Linked DNA regions of Sus scrofa: region 2 is linked to region 1. Evidence: chromatin contacts called from public HiChIP or PLAC-seq data. All regions are on one chromosome and are shown on one strand. Each heading gives the region's core, a stretch centred on a gene start, on an enhancer-like site or on the middle of the called end of the contact. The rest is flanking DNA. Distances are from core to core; before and after follow the strand shown.

Region 1 (7,377 bases), core at 1,829-4,328:
CATTCAGTCACCTCATTCAGGCTAGAGATATTTCTCCACAGAAAACCTGACCAGGTATGCATACATCCTATCTTCTCAGTTCACACAAAGCTAAAATTGTATGGGTTGAGCATCAGAGAGAAAGTCATTCTACGGCTTATTACACTTGCTGTTACTAGAGTATTTTTCAATCATAGGAAACTATAGAAGCAGCCAACTGATCACGAGCACAGACTTTACAAAGAGCTTAAAAACACCTTGCCTTTGTCTGTGAAGGTGGCCAAAGGAGTGAGGTTACACTGAGGTTGGTTGTTTACGGGCAGAAAGCAGAATGTAACCATCTGAAATGCTATACTTTGGGGCAGGGGGGGCTTTTTCTATAAAGAAACCTAATTTAGCTATAGGTGAAACACATCACACAACTGTTTTCCTCTCACTTCCTCAAGGTGGTTCTCTTAAGGTAGTTAGTTTCTTCCACGTGTGGATTTTCGGCAAATGATACGGGGCTATCTGGAGATGTGAGGAAGAACCTGTTTATTACCAAGACCTAATTAAAGAAAAACCTAACTCTAAGGGAAGCCAGTCTAGTAAATAATCTAGCACCACTGCTGGAAAAAGCACCTAATCCTTCACATTAACACATCATGGTGGCTATTTTACCACAGCAACCTGAGATCCCAAAGGCTTCCTAACCAGGTTTATGTTATGCAGCACCTAAAAACCCTTGTTCTAGTCCTGACTTAGTGTTATTTAGAAATTACTTTGGATGCATCCTTGACTTGGTGCCCAGGGCAGGGTTCAGTGTGGTCTTTGGAACACCCTGTCTTGGGCATGGATTACGCCTTTCTTGGAGTCGTTGCCTTCCCCGGATTAAGGATTCCAGGTACCACTGCTCCTGCTGCAGCAGCTGCTGCTGCTGCTTTAAATGGCTGTGAGTAGCCTCCAACTTCTGGCATTTCTGAATTAGCTGTGGTAGTTCCTTCCGTAACCGCTGGTGCTGTTTGTTGATGCTACCATGGAACTCGGAAGCATACTGCTTTGCTGCCTTCTCTAAGGCTTGGTTCTTGCTGTTCAGCTCCTTTGTTGGTCTCTTTCCCAACTGCCTTGCGTCTAGCTCGCTCAGTTGTGCCTCCAGTAATGCTTTTTCCTGGAAGAACTGAACCAGTACAGCCTGTTTCTTTACAGCTGTCTCAGCCTGGGTTTTCTTTATCTCCTGCTGCAGTGTCCGAATTTCTCTCTCCTGGTTCTCCTTTACTATGGAAATGTCCCTCATTGCCTCCAACTGCTGATTCAAGTTGGACAGGATCTTTTCCTTCTGCAGGAGCTCTGTTTTAAGCTCTGATTTTTTCTTTGCATATTTAGAGGCTAATTCTTGTCTCTTTTGTTCAATCTCCCCACTTTGGTGTAAATAGTCGTTCCACAGCTTCTCAATTCGCTGTTTACACTCCTCTGTTTGCTTGGTCAGGTATTCCAGAAAGAACTGGTTTTCCTTCTTGACATGTGCCTTTTCTGCAAGCAGCTGCCTAGTATCCCCCATTATAGGTTCTAGCCGGATTTGAGTTTCTTTGATTTGCTTGTCCAGCTTCATCATTTCTACTATTGCCTTTTCTTTAAACCTCTTCTCTCTCTTTGTTAGCTTCTCTGGCTTGAGAAAATTATTTAGGAAGCGAAGATCTGGTTGAAGGGAACTACTGGAGTCCTCAGCCAATCTGAAGGAAGAACAAGCGAGACATTCCCCCATCAGGAAAAGTTAGGAAAGAATCTTAAAAATGCACACCTGTACCTCCACATCCCAAATACTTGGGAGCCCTGGAGTTCCCGTCATGGTTCAGGGGTTAACGAATCCGACTGGGAACCATGAGGTTGTGGGTTCGATTCCTGGTCTTGCTCAGTGGGTTAAGGATCCAGCGTTGCCGTGAGCTGTGTGTGGTGTAGGTCGCCGACGCGGCTCGGATCTGGCATTGCTGTGGCTGTGGCATACGCTGGCAGCTACAGCTCCTATTAGAGCCCTAGCCTGGGAACGTCCATATACCAGGGCTTCGGCCCTAGAAAAGACAAACAACAATAAAAAACAAATATTTGGAAGCACCTATGATGTTCCTCACACAAGGCACCGGCATCGGGAATAGGACTAAGGGTAAAGACGTTGAGAGTGTAGTTTACAACCCACACTACGCCTTCACCGCAACCCTGCGAGGTAGTATCTCAAATGTAAAGAGGAGAGAACAGGTTTAGAGAACTTAAGTGGCCTGGCCACAATATACACCGCCAGCGGGTGGCAGAACCTGGGCTTGAAACCCAGATCTCAAGGCTTAACTGCACACTACAGGCACTCCGAAGGGCCGCAGAAGCCATCTGGCCGGTCGGGAGTTAGGGCATAGGGCTCGGCTCTTCCACCACCTTTCCGGGTGCCCAAGGCGCTTTGAGGGGAGGGATGCGCTCCTTCAGTACCTACTTGACAAACTCGGCAACCAAACGTTCCTCCCCCAAGCCTCGGCGCAGCTCCTTTGGGGAGGCCGTCAGGGAGCCAGCGCTAGAGCCGGGGGCCGGCGACACGCGGACACCGCGTCGCAGTCTAGAGGGTTTTCCCAGTTTCTCCCGACGGGTCTCTGGAGGTCTCGGAGCGGCCCAGCAACTCCGGGGCTCGCATACAGCCCGGGTCCTGGCCTGTCCAGCTCTGAGCCGCTTAACCTCCTCGGCTGCCGGACCAGCCCTAGCGGCTGGTTCTCCCGCGGCTCGGTTTCCTGCTCGCAGCGGGTCGGCAGGAAAACGCCCTCTCTTGACTCTCGTACTGTGTGAGCCCGGGGGTCCCCTGTCCTCCCACCCGCCTGGGGTCCGCAGCTGTGTCCTTAGCAGGCCTCGCCCGACGACGGTGAGCTGCTCTGGGGCTGACCCCTTCCAGTTGTCGTCCCAGTGTCTCCACCTCCCCGTCTCTGTCCCTAGTTGGGCCCCCATCCGGGTCCGGACGGACAGACACTAAGGCGCACGTCTCTCCCCTTGGTCCTGCCCTCCCGGGCCAGTTGGGTTTGGTTCGGTTCGGTTCGGTTTGGTTCTAGTCTCATTCAGCGTCCCGAACCTCGCGGGAGTCTCTCTAGCTACGACCGTCTCTATGGTCGAGTGGGCGGAGCCAGGAGCAAGATGGCTGCGCCCGAAGCTGCCACGGTGCCGCAAGCTTCCGGGGGTCCCCGGGCTCCGGCGTGCCTGTTGGTGCTGGGAATGGCGGGGTCTGGGAAAACCACCTTTGTACAGGTGACCTACACGGCGCGGGCGGAGTAGGGGCGCGGTGGAAGTTGTCTGTGGCGGGCGTAAGGCCAGGGAGAAAGGGAGGGAGATCTCTGGGGAGTTGGAGGGTACCGGCGCCAGGCTTTTAGGGTCTTGCCAGCAACTCCGGTTCCTTCCTCGGTGAACCCTTCTCAGATCCTCACTTGGGTTCATTTAGCCTCTTTCTGAGCCCCCTCAGTGCCTACGAGGTATGACCGTACTTGAAATTGTCTTGTCGGCCAACTCCTCAAAGGTAGAGGCTTACAAGGAATCCTGGCAGGTAATACAGTGCTAGCACACAGGCTTTCGGTGTAGATTCCTAAAGAATTCTATCTGGGGTGCCTCCTGTGTGTCAGGCACTGGGGATACAGCGGAAATGAAGTAACAAGGTTCCCGCTTAGGTGGAATTTAAGTTTTGTGGGAGATATGGAAACCCCGTCGTCCCCCCCGCCCCCCTAGTCAATACTTGATGGAGAGTACGATGTGTGATGAAGAAACGTTGCATTCAACTGAGAGTGATTGTTGGAGGTGGAGATCAGAGGTGGATATTTAAGGTAGAGGGAAATGCAAGTGCAAAATTCCTCTGGTAAGTTGGATAGAGGGGTGGGAGTTCTCTCTTGGTTCTGTATCATGCCTCTTGGTCTCAGTCTATCCCTCTCTCCATATCTCTGCAGAGGCTCACCGGACATCTGCATAGTCAAGGCTCTCCACCTTATGTGATCAACCTGGACCCAGCTGTGCATGAAGTTCCCTTTCCTGCCAATATTGGTGAGTAAACTGTACCAGAACTGGTGTGAAGTTTCTCAGAGAGTGGAAAACTGTCAGCCTATCCATCAGGCTTAAATGCTTTCATTTTTGATGTTGTCTAGCATTTCCCTTGGATTTGCTAGCATCCTTAGGCTTCTTCCCGATGATCATTTTCTCTTTGTTTACTCCTTCCCCCTTTCTAAATTTCTTTCCTTATCACCTACCATTTTCATTACCTCTCTTTGACTTTAGGGTGTGAGACTATGGTATTTGGGAAAATGAAGTGACAGAAAGTCAGTCTTTTGGCTTCTAAGCTGTAAATCCTTCAGCAGGCTCTGATACATAAACCTTGTTTTTATAGTTTCTTCCAGTTTGGATGATTTTTTTTTTTTTTTTTTTTTTTTTTTTTTTTTTTTTTTTTTTTTTTTTTTTTTTTTTTTTTTTTTTTTTTTTTTTTTTTTTTTTTTTTTTTTTTTTTTTTTTTTTTTTTTTTTTTTTTTTTTTTTTTTTTTTTTTTTTTTTTTTTTTTTTTTTTTTTTTTTTTTTTTTTTTTTTTTTTTTTTTTTTTTTTTTTTTTTTTTTTTTTTTTTTTTTTTTTTTTTTGGAGCATGAGTGTCTTGAACAGTAATTTGCTTACTGCAGTAGTTTGCTTTCAAAGTTACATGGAGAAATGTGTGTAAATATGCCTGTATGTGGTTGTGCGAGACGTTCCCTCCCTGTTATCATCAGACTTGACTATAAAAAAGATTAAGAATGGATATGATGCAGAGTCCTGATTCTTGATAGGATCTAGGCATCCTGATCTCCACAGACTATTCCTGGGTATTAGGCTTTTCCCTACTGGTTTCTTTTTAATTCTATTAAGCTTGTACTCCAGTGCTGATAAAGGAAAACTTTGTATTAAGAAGCAGAAATCATTATGGGAAGAGTTTTGGGAAAAAAAGTTCCCATCGTTTCACTTAAAGGATGGAACTCTAATAGTTGATGGAGAAGGTCTGCTGACTGCTAGATAGGTTTGGTTAGATATTACTGGACAGATCAATTTTTAAAATTTTAAATTCCATCCACATAATTTTTTTCTGATTTTATTGAGGTATAATTGATATGCAGCATTGTATATGATGAAGTTGTACAGCATAATGATTTGATTTACATACTCCTGAAGTGGTTACCATAGTTTAGTGAACATTTATCATCTCATATAGATACAAAATTAAAGAATAGAAAAAAAGTTTGTTTTCCTTGTGAATGAGAACTCTTAGCAACTTTCATTTATAGTGTAGAACAGTGCTCATTACATTTATAACGTTGTGTATAAATCCCTAGCATTTATTCATATTAGCACCGGAAGTTAGTACTTTTTTTTTTTTTTTTTTTTTTGGTCTTTTTGCCTTTTCCAGGCTGCTTCCATGGCATATGGAGGTTCCCAGGCTAGGGGTCGAATCAGAACTACAGCTGCCGGCCTAGGCCATAGCCATGGCAATGAGGGATCTGAGCCATGTCTGTGACCTACACCACAGCTCACAGCAACACCAGATCCTTAACCCACTGAGCGAGGCCAGGGATCAAACCCACAACCTCATGGTTCCTAGTCGGATCCGCTTCCACTGTGTCACAATGGGAACTCCAACCTTTATAAAAATATTATCTGTATTACTTTTGTTATCAGTAAACGAAGAGTAAGGAAATAAACCTTTTTTCTTGATTTAGCTCCCCTTTTCTATGAATGTGGTCAGTAGGTATTTAAATTGTATATAACTTTCCTCCTTGTCTCAGACCATCCTTACTGTAGCTTGAGAGAACTCCTAGCCTAACATTTTTATTGGCAGTTACTTAGCAGTTATCCTTGGCTGTAAGGAAGGGAACCAGTGTGAAGCTGGAGAAATTGCTAGAAGACAGTACTGACAACAGAAGCCTCAAAAGCTAGTTTCAGTTTCTTGTTGGGAGGGAAGGTACTTAGAGGATACCTTCTGTCCTCCTAGTCTCCTCCTGATCTTACTTCTTTGATTATCACAATTCTGTGATCTTAGCTTGAAAATTTATTCTATTATTTTTTTTGTCTTTTTGCCTTTTCTAGGGCCGCATCCACGGCATATGGAGGTTCCCAGGCTAGGGGTCCAATTGGGCCTGTAGCTGCCGGCCTATGCCACAGGCACAGCAACGTGGGATCCGAGCTGCATCTGTGACCTACACCACAGCTCATGGCAATGCCGGATCCTTAACCCACTGAGCAAGGCCAGGGATCGAACCTGCAACCTCTTGGTTCCTAGTCAGATTTGTTAACCACTGAGCCACGACAGGAACTCCCTTAGCTTGAAAATTTAGAAAACAGATTTGAAAAGTAACTCGGGTGCTAAGAGAGAAACTGATTTGTTTCCTTAGAGAAAGCAGAGATGACTTGAGAGACCTGTGGCTTAGATATTATGGGTGGAGAGTCTTAAATTGTATTGTTTCTTTTTCTTTCTTTTTTTTTTTTTTTTGTCTTTTTGCCATTTCTTGGGCCGCTCCTGCGGCCCGTGGAGATTCCCACACCAGGGGTCAAATCGGAGCTGTAGCCACTGGCCTACGCCAGAACCACAACAACTCGGGATCTGAGCCGCATCTGCGACCTACACCACAGCTCACGGCAACGCCGGATCCTTAATCCACTGAGCAAGGCCAGGGATCGAACCCGCAACCTCATTGTTCCTAGTCGGATTCGTTAACCACTGATCCATGATGGGAACTCCTGTATTGTTTCTTATGTGCTAAATTCCAGCTCATTCTTTCTTTTTTTCCCCCCAGATATTCGTGACACTGTGAAGTATAAAGAAGTCATGAAACAGTATCCTTTTCCACATCTGCTTGGTTGGCTCATCCCTGGCTAGTTACAGTCCATATATTGTGTGGCTTTGAAAAAGTGTTTGTGCCTTTCTTTGTGAAATATGCCAGTAAAAGCACTTGATCGCTTTCAAGTAATTTTATGGAGAGGAGGGAGGATGAATATGGGGAGAGGCATTGTAGGTGATTAGAAATCCTCGCTCAGCTTGTGAGTTCCATTTTCTGCCATTGTCTCAAACAGCAGGCTGCTGTAATTAGAGAGCATGGAGAATGAGAGGCTGGCTGGGGGTGTGTCTGGGTCCTAGAAGATAATATTGTCCTGGTCCATACATCCATTGGCCATCATCTTCTTAGACTGGGAAACTCAAAGATTAGTAGAATCAACTCTTAGTCCATTTGCTGTGTGAATTGACTTACTTTTCCTGTAGGTAAGTCTAGGTAAGAAGACTAATTCTAATCCACGGGTGGTTTAATGAGTAGGAAGACCAGTGCAAGGGGTGGTATAGAGATGGTTTTCATGGTTAATGCTATCAGGCTGTCACTGCCTGACACATCTCTCTGTTCCATTTT
Region 2 (7,377 bases), core at 3,426-5,925, 480 kb before region 1:
AGGACCAAGGATAAAATGGTGGGGGTACATGGACATTTAGGGGAGCAGACAGAGGTAAGAGGAGAACCTAGGAGAGCAAAGCTCAGCAACTTCTTTGCCAGAAGAACAAACTAGTGGGTGGGTGGTAGATCGGTCAGCTACAGAGGCCAGAGTAGGATGAGGGCTGGATGAAAACTGGAGAGCTGGAATACATTATTAGATCTTTCTGCCCATCTCAGATTTACTTCAGAAGAGGGATGCTGGTGTGATGACAGGCTGGGCCACAGGCGTCTTCTGACGAGGGAGAGCCAGTGGGATTGTGGTGACAATGCCTCACTTATCCGCCCTTTCATCTGCCTGTGTCCCTTCCACTCAGAGCCCCGAAGCCAGGACAGGAGACGGCGGCAGCAGCCACTGACCCATCGCCCTGCTTCGAGCACCCTGGCCCCATCCCTGGCTCCTGCTCCTTCTCACCTAGCCTCTTCACAGAGCGTGGGCTCCTGCCTGCTGCCCAGCGCACTCAGCATATCAGGTCTGTACCCACTGCCGCTGAAATCTGGGTTGGCCGGCCTCCTTCCTTCCCTACCACCCAGGGTGTAGAGCAGGCTCCTGACTGGGCCTGAAGACGTCCCTCCAGCTCTGCTGCCATGTGACCCGGACCTCCTTCTTGAGGTGATGCAGGCTACTCCAGCCCTCCTGGATTACCCTATAAATGCCAAGCATCGATGCCCTTGTACAGGAAGCTGGAATTTAATGAACATTTTGTATAATAAAATAAGTTAACACTTACGGAGCATTTACTATGTGGCAGGCACTGCTCTAAGCACATTTCATTGAATCCTTATTTGTACTGTTGAGGACCCCGAGTACTTTTCCTACCTGCTGCTTATTCAGGCTCCCTGACTTCAGCAGCCGGGCAACGTTAGAAAAAAACTGAAGAGGGAAAAAAAAGCATAGGCCTTCCACCTGTCACCACTGCACAGGTTCTGTGGCTGTATCATCCCCCTAGAGCCTGGGACATGCATGTGCTCTTTTTAGGTTACAGCCCCAGCTGTGGAGAGGACTGCACGGGAGTGATGTCTAAGACTCCAGTCTAACATCCACCTCTCTCCGAGCCCACTACTCCCAAGCTGTTAACTCTGATGGGTAGTCCTGAATCCACCAGTCTTGACTACAGCTAACTTGATCCTTAAATGCTTATGCAAGTGATTGGGTTAACTCTAAAGTCTATAAATTCAGAGGAGTTCAGCTTCAGCGGGTTCTGATTCAAGCTCTGAGATGCTGCTCCACCCCTTGGACCAGACTATAGCGTGTGCCATGCTTCTCAACCAGGGGTGCTTTTGCTGACCAGCGACATTCGGCAGCATCTGGAGATTTTTCAGTTGTTATAATGGGGAGGGGGCAGGAAGAAATGCCACCTGCTGGGTAGAGGCCAGGGATGCTGCTAAACATCCTGAAATACAGGAGGCAGCCCTCCAACCCCCGCAACAGAGTTATCCAGCCCGAAATGTCAATATTACAAATACTGAGAAACCTTGGTCTAAAGGAAGTTACCTCTTCTCCATGGTCCCATCCTGATTATCAGTTTCCTTTGTTCCCTAGGGAGCAGCTGTCCATTCCTGTCCTCAGGGGACAAGCCAGAGGCTGTCATGGTGATTGGGAAAGGTCTGCTAGGGCCTGGACCTCGGATCCCCTGTATCAGGACCCGACTGCAGGTAACATTTTTGGGTCTTCTTCAGTCCCCAACATAACAACTCTGGCAGAGCTGTTCACTGGGTAGCGGGAGGGAAGATGCCCAGCACTGCTTTACACGCTCTGCCCACATCCACGGCAGGGAGCCGCTCTGTTGCGTGACTGCCTGTCTGTCCAGTGCCCCCATCCCCTTCAGCCAGGTCTCTTGCTTGCTTCCAACCCCAGTATCCCTGCCAGATACACCCTGACCTCAGCTTCCTTGCTTTGGCTTTGCCTGCCCCTGCCCTTAGCTTCTCCTCTCTTTCTGCCCAGACCTGCCCGAGGAGAGTTCCCGCCAGGAGGGGTCCCGGATTCCCCAGGTAACACATCTGGTTGCTGCTCCTAGGAACAGTCCAGACCCCACGCTAGGCTGACTAAAGTTGGGAACAGGCAGAAGCCAACTGGATGGGTGAAGCTTACACTGCTCTGGCAGGGGCTGAGGCACAGAAGGCTGAGGGAGACCTACTACTCCTCCATCTTTCCACACCATGCTTCTCTACTCAGCCAGACCTCGGCCATGGTACAGCCATGGAGGTTGAATGCTGGAACCTTTTGCCTCCCCTAGTTAACTATAGTCATAGACTGAGCCCAAGTGTCTCCTAGGTATGATCCCCCCTGCCCTCTCCCTTAGGGCCAGTGCCCAGGAATTCAAGGTCCTAGTACCTGTGTCGACCCCTATACTACACTCATACATGTGGAAACTCTGAAAGGAGTCCTAGAAGCAAAAAAGTCCATGGAAGACTCCAGCCTCTTAGCCCACCCCCTGTCCACACAGGCTAGGCCCAGGTTGGGCCGGGGCTCACCGCCGACTCGCAGAGGGATGAGAGGCTCTTCGGGCCCCACATCCCCTATCCCCCGGACCAGGGAGAGCAGTGAGCCGGAGCCGGGACCCCACTCGACACCACGGTGAGCCCCAGGGTCCCGTCCCTCACCCCACCTCTCACTTCTCCCCCCTCATTCCCATTTCTGCCATTCACCGTCATTTTCTTCCTTCCCTCTCCCAAAAGACTGAATGTACTTTCATTAAGAATCTAGTCCCTGACTTTTTCCTCATCATGCCCACAGTCTTCACTCCAACAGACAAAAGAACAATTTCTAGTTAGGGCCTAAGGCCCAGGAGCTGGTCGGTTCCAGTATCAGACCACTGTGCAGTACTCAACCTGCCTATCCGCCCGCATCTGGCCTCTCTCGTCCCCCAGCCCCTGGCTAACAGACCAGAGCAGAGCAGAGTTTTCACAACCCTGACTCCTCTCTTTTTTCTGTTGCAGGCTGCCTCAGGCTGGGCCTCCACGGCCCCGCTCTGCCCCTGCCTTTTCTCCTATTTCCTGTAGTCTGTCTGACTCCCAGTCCCGGATTTGTTACAGTGGGGGGCCCTTGGGCCAGACTGAGGTTTGTTTTGTTCCTAAATCTCCCCCACTCACTGTTTCTCCCCGGGTCTGACGTCTTGACGTTCACGCCCAGGATAGAGCCCCCAAGATAGGGAACATAGACATATGCGAGTCCCCTTTCTCAGCTGCTGATTCCATGTGACAATTATAACTCCTCGGAATGCCAGCCTCACTGTTCTGAGGCACTGCATCACCTTGAAACAAGACAAAGCAGGGACCTGCCACCCCTTCCCTCCCTCCACAGCACAAGATTTTGGGACCACACACACACACAAAAATCTATATTTTTATATTGGGGGGAGGGAGTAGAAAAGAAAGCAGCCCCTATACTGGGCCCTACTCAGTGGCAGCTTCTTGTTCCATAGGGTTAAGGAAGACTTTGAGGAAATAAAAGTTGTTTGGAAAAATCCAGGTGTAGTTGCTTTGTATGCTGTGATGGTTAGAAGGGATGAAGTGAAGTGTGAAGGCCCCTCACCCTCCATCTTGCCTCAGACTATGTCCTGGAACCCTAGAAAAGAGGGGGAAAGACCTAAGGTAAGGAAAACGCTGCAGCCTTCCTCTGGGGCAACCCTTCAGGAATCAACTCCCATCCAGCTTGTTCCCCGCTAACAATTGTGACCCACACAGAATGGCTGGTTTTCAAGCTCTTCACACCACCCCCCTCCTATGCCCCATTCTTTTCTATGACTTGGGTCTACAGTGGCTACCCCCTAAATCAGTGCCGTGCCTCTCTAATAGAATTCTCTATCTTTACAACCCCTCACAAGAAAAAAAGTTAGGCCTAAAAACCTTGTAAAAGTGAGAACTATTTACAAGGAGAGCCCAAATTCTCCTACATGGATGGCATCCTCAGTACCTTTAGTCCTTCACGTGTCAATACCCCCTTACACCATACTGTCAACTTGGGCATCTGGGGAACACATGAAGATGGGGATTGAGGGGGGGTTGGGAAACCCACCCCCGTTCTAGCAGGGAGCAGTTTAAGAAGGAGGGGGAAAGGCACTCACTACTCCGTGCAGATTAAGGGGCCCAGTTCTGGACTGTAACATGCTTAGCCCAACACTTTCTGATTTGAAGTTTCAAACCCTGCAGACCCTGGCGCGGCCGGCCTCGCCCCTCCACTCTCCGGGGCTAGGCGCTACAGCCCCGGACCGTTACCTGGGGCGGAGAAAGCGCCACTTTCATTCCTGCTTCTTGGGGTTGTTGACGGCCACGTAGTGATAGAGAACGACAAGCAGGAAGAGCGACACGCCCAACATGTTGGCGAAGATGGCGAGTTGCACGTCCGTGATCATACTGCGGAGAAGAAGGAGGACTGAGCCTCGGGCCGACGCACTCCTCACCCAGAACGGGAGCCGTCCTCGCCCCCCTGGTCCAGTCACCGCCGATGGGCCGTGGACCGCGCCTGCGTGCCTCTCACCTGATCAGCTGGGCTCGGCTGCGACAAGGTCTGCGAACCAGCTCGAGGTAGGAGACCTGGACCGGAAGTTGGTCGCTCCAGCTCCGTCCCAAATCAGGCACTTCCGGCCGTGCGGCGCAGCTGGTACGGGCTCTCTAGCTCCCGCGTCTCGCCTGCTCCTGCGGCGCAGTCGTGAGGGGCGGGGTCTTGGGCGGAGCTGCGGAGGGACTGGCTGAGGAGGGCGTGGGCTGGCGCGGCGCAGCTGGTTGCAGCTGGCTGGGCCGGGGACGCGGTTGGCGCCGCCGGGGCAGCCTGCCCCGAGCCCAGGGTGGGCTAGGGCGAGGATGTGGCAGCAGGGCCGGGCGACGGGCTCGACCGGACCCTAGACTCCAGCCTCCGCCTTCTGTCCCGGGCCCTCGCACTACGGCCCACCCTTTGCTTCCCGGCCCGGCCAGGTGCTTCCTTTACGCTCTGCCCTCCGGAGCCCCTCCCTTGCCCGGTCGGCTGGGGGAGCGATGAGAGACGGTGCAGAATGGGGACAGGGCTGGGGCGTCCGAGTACCTCTCCTCGGCGCCAGCCTTTCTGCCCCGCATCCGCCAAGTAGAGCGATCCTGCCTGTGATCCGATCTGGCCAGTGCCTCCCTTACCCGGACTCCCTTCCCTCCATCCCACCCCCAGAGGTGGGCGTCGGAAATAGGGCGGACCCTCCCGGAATCAAAACCCAAACCGTGGGACTTCAGCCAAGTGGGAAATCACCCCCCGGATGTGAGGGGGGAGGAAAAGGAGGAAGGGCTGGAACCAGCAAGAGGGTCGTGTGGGTTACAAGCAGAGTGGGCCACCGAAGAGAAAAAAGAAAGCTGACAGTGGGTAGATGTCCGAGGGTCTCTGGTGAGGGGAGAGGCCCTCTGGGGCTCTACAACCCTCGGCCCAGCCAGAACGTGCTCCCCCCTCACTCCTTGCTTTCCCTCAGCTTCACCATAAAAGGGAACGGCACTGCGCCAGGCTGGGGCGGGGGCTGGGCTGTTGCTCTGGAGCTGTCAGGGGTAATGGAAGCCAGTTGCTTTGCGGTAGAGGGGGGCCAGGGCTCAGGGGACGCCTCTGCTTCTCTGAGCCAAAGAAAACTACAGGAGCTGCTATGGGGCTGGAACAGCTGGGTAAGGGAACCTACTTCTGCCTGTGTGCACCGCCAGCTAGGGCGGTCTTCCTTGTCCTGGGACCCCCAGCAGTTTGTCCTCCATGCTCTAGCCCAGTGACTCCTAAGCTGTGCCTTTAGCAGTCTATAGTTCCCTTTGCCTCCCCTATTTTATTACCCAGCCCCTGCTCAATATTTCCCAGACGTTTCCTATTTAAAACCCCCAGCCCATGTCCCCTCCATGTACCAGTGAAACCCCAGCCATGTACTACCCCCTCATGTGTTCCTTGGTGAGCAGCCTGTTCCCAGCTCTGCCTGGGAGAACGAGGGTCTAGGTTGTGAAGGATAACACACATTGTGTTTTGTGTCTCCTGGAAATTTGGAGCAGATCCAAGTGCAACCAAACATTTAGATCTACTGTTGAAACAGAACTAGATCCTGGAAAGTAGACTTTCTAGACTGCAAATGACATGGGGGAAGGTTTTGGAAGTGCTTCTGCTTTCCAAGGCTAGCCTGAAACCAGCTGACCCAAGTGCAGGGAAACTAGACTCTTGGAGCCGAAGGGGGGCTTTGAGATCACTTTATAAAGAAGGGAACTGAGGACCAGAAGGTAACTGATTTGACCAAGTTTCTATAAATGGTCATTGATTTGGCCATTTCTATAAATGGTCACTTGATCCTCCTTCCTCTGTTCCATCCGCCTTGTCAGGCTGTGGACTCAATAGATTGTCTAGGGTCAAGGACAGGCAGAAAATGATTTGTTTTAGAACCATCCAAAAATGCCCTTCACCTCCCAGAACTTCCTGTGCCTAGGTCAGCGAGTCTTTATCAGCCTTGAATGGGTCATTTCAGCCTCGAATGGGTCATTTGGCCTCATGCCTGGAGGAACATTTTAACTAAGTTTAAAATGGTCTCCAGGACTAAACTAGACTCAGCTAAGAACTCACAAACCTTGGACAAAGCTGGGGGTAGAAAAATAGGTGGGAAGTGAGACAGGCGAAGCCTCATCTTGGGGGGAATTGAGGGAGAGAGGATTGAGGGGGGCGCGGGGGACATGTGTGGAGCTTCATCTCTGTGATGAGTGCGACTTTTTTTAACTCTTTTTTTTTTCTTTCTTTTCTTTTTAGGGCCACACCTGAAGCATAAGGAGGTTCCCAGGCTAGGGGCTGAATCCGAGCTATAGCTGCCAGCCTACGCCACAGCCACAGCGATGTGGAATCCAAGCTGCGTCTGCAACCCACACCGCAGCTCACAGCAACACAGGATCCTTAACCCACTGACCGAGGCCAGGGATCAAACCTGCATCCTCATGGATACTGGTCAGGTTCATTACCGCTGAGCCACAGTGGAAACTCCAGTGTGACTTATTTTTTTAATAATTCAGTGACTTTTGGAGTTCCCCGTCGTGGCGTAGTGGTTAACGAATCTGACTAGGAACCATGAGCTTGCGGATTCCATCCCTGGCCTCGCTCAGTGAGTTAAGGATCCAGCCTTGCCATGAGCTGTGGTGTAGGTTGAAGACGCGGCTCAGATCCTCTGGCGTGGGCCGGCAGCTACAGCTCCAATTGGACCCCTAGCCTGGGAATCTCCATATGTCACGGGAGTGGCCCTAGAAAAGGCAAAAAGACACACACAAAAAAAATTTTTTTAAATAATAATTCAGTGAATTTTATTAGTGTGACATTTTTTTCAAGGAGAAGACATGGTCAGGATTAGGCTCAGGGGTGGAAGAGCAAAATCTGGAAAAT

The links. HiChIP or PLAC-seq counts read pairs in DNA pulled down with a chosen protein or histone mark.
Region 2: a contact with region 1 is called in an H3K27ac HiChIP or PLAC-seq map of alveolar macrophages. The contact joins the promoter of OST4 here to the promoter of GPN1 in region 1. A contact is called at or near these places in 1 of 5 promoter capture datasets (fetal liver) and 1 of 2 datasets of contacts at active chromatin or transcription factors (alveolar macrophages).

The regions. Positions count from the first base shown.
Region 1 is chr3:111,560,766-111,568,142 of Sscrofa11.1, reverse strand. It overlaps GPN1 (GPN-loop GTPase 1), which reads left to right and starts at 3,078. Exons shown (of 14, transcript XM_003125289.5): 1 at 3,078-3,228; 2 at 3,915-4,008; 3 at 6,772-6,811. The coding sequence starts at 3,118. It overlaps CCDC121 (coiled-coil domain-containing protein 121), which reads right to left and starts at 3,098. Exons shown (of 2, transcript XM_003125283.3): 1 at 2,435-3,098; 2 at 1-1,688. The coding sequence starts at 2,934. The coding sequence ends at 737.
Region 2 is chr3:112,043,414-112,050,790 of Sscrofa11.1, reverse strand. OST4 (dolichyl-diphosphooligosaccharide--protein glycosyltransferase subunit 4) reads right to left here and starts at 4,675. Exons shown (of 3, transcript XM_003125307.4): 1 at 4,519-4,675; 2 at 4,257-4,394. The coding sequence starts at 4,393. The coding sequence ends at 4,280. AGBL5 (cytosolic carboxypeptidase-like protein 5) reads left to right here. Exons shown (of 16, transcript XM_021087715.1): 13 at 356-511; 14 at 1,582-1,694; 15 at 2,486-2,616; 16 at 2,979-3,557. The coding sequence ends at 3,150. LOC106509868 (a long non-coding RNA gene) reads right to left here. Exons shown (of 3, transcript XR_001307818.2): 3 at 7,272-7,377.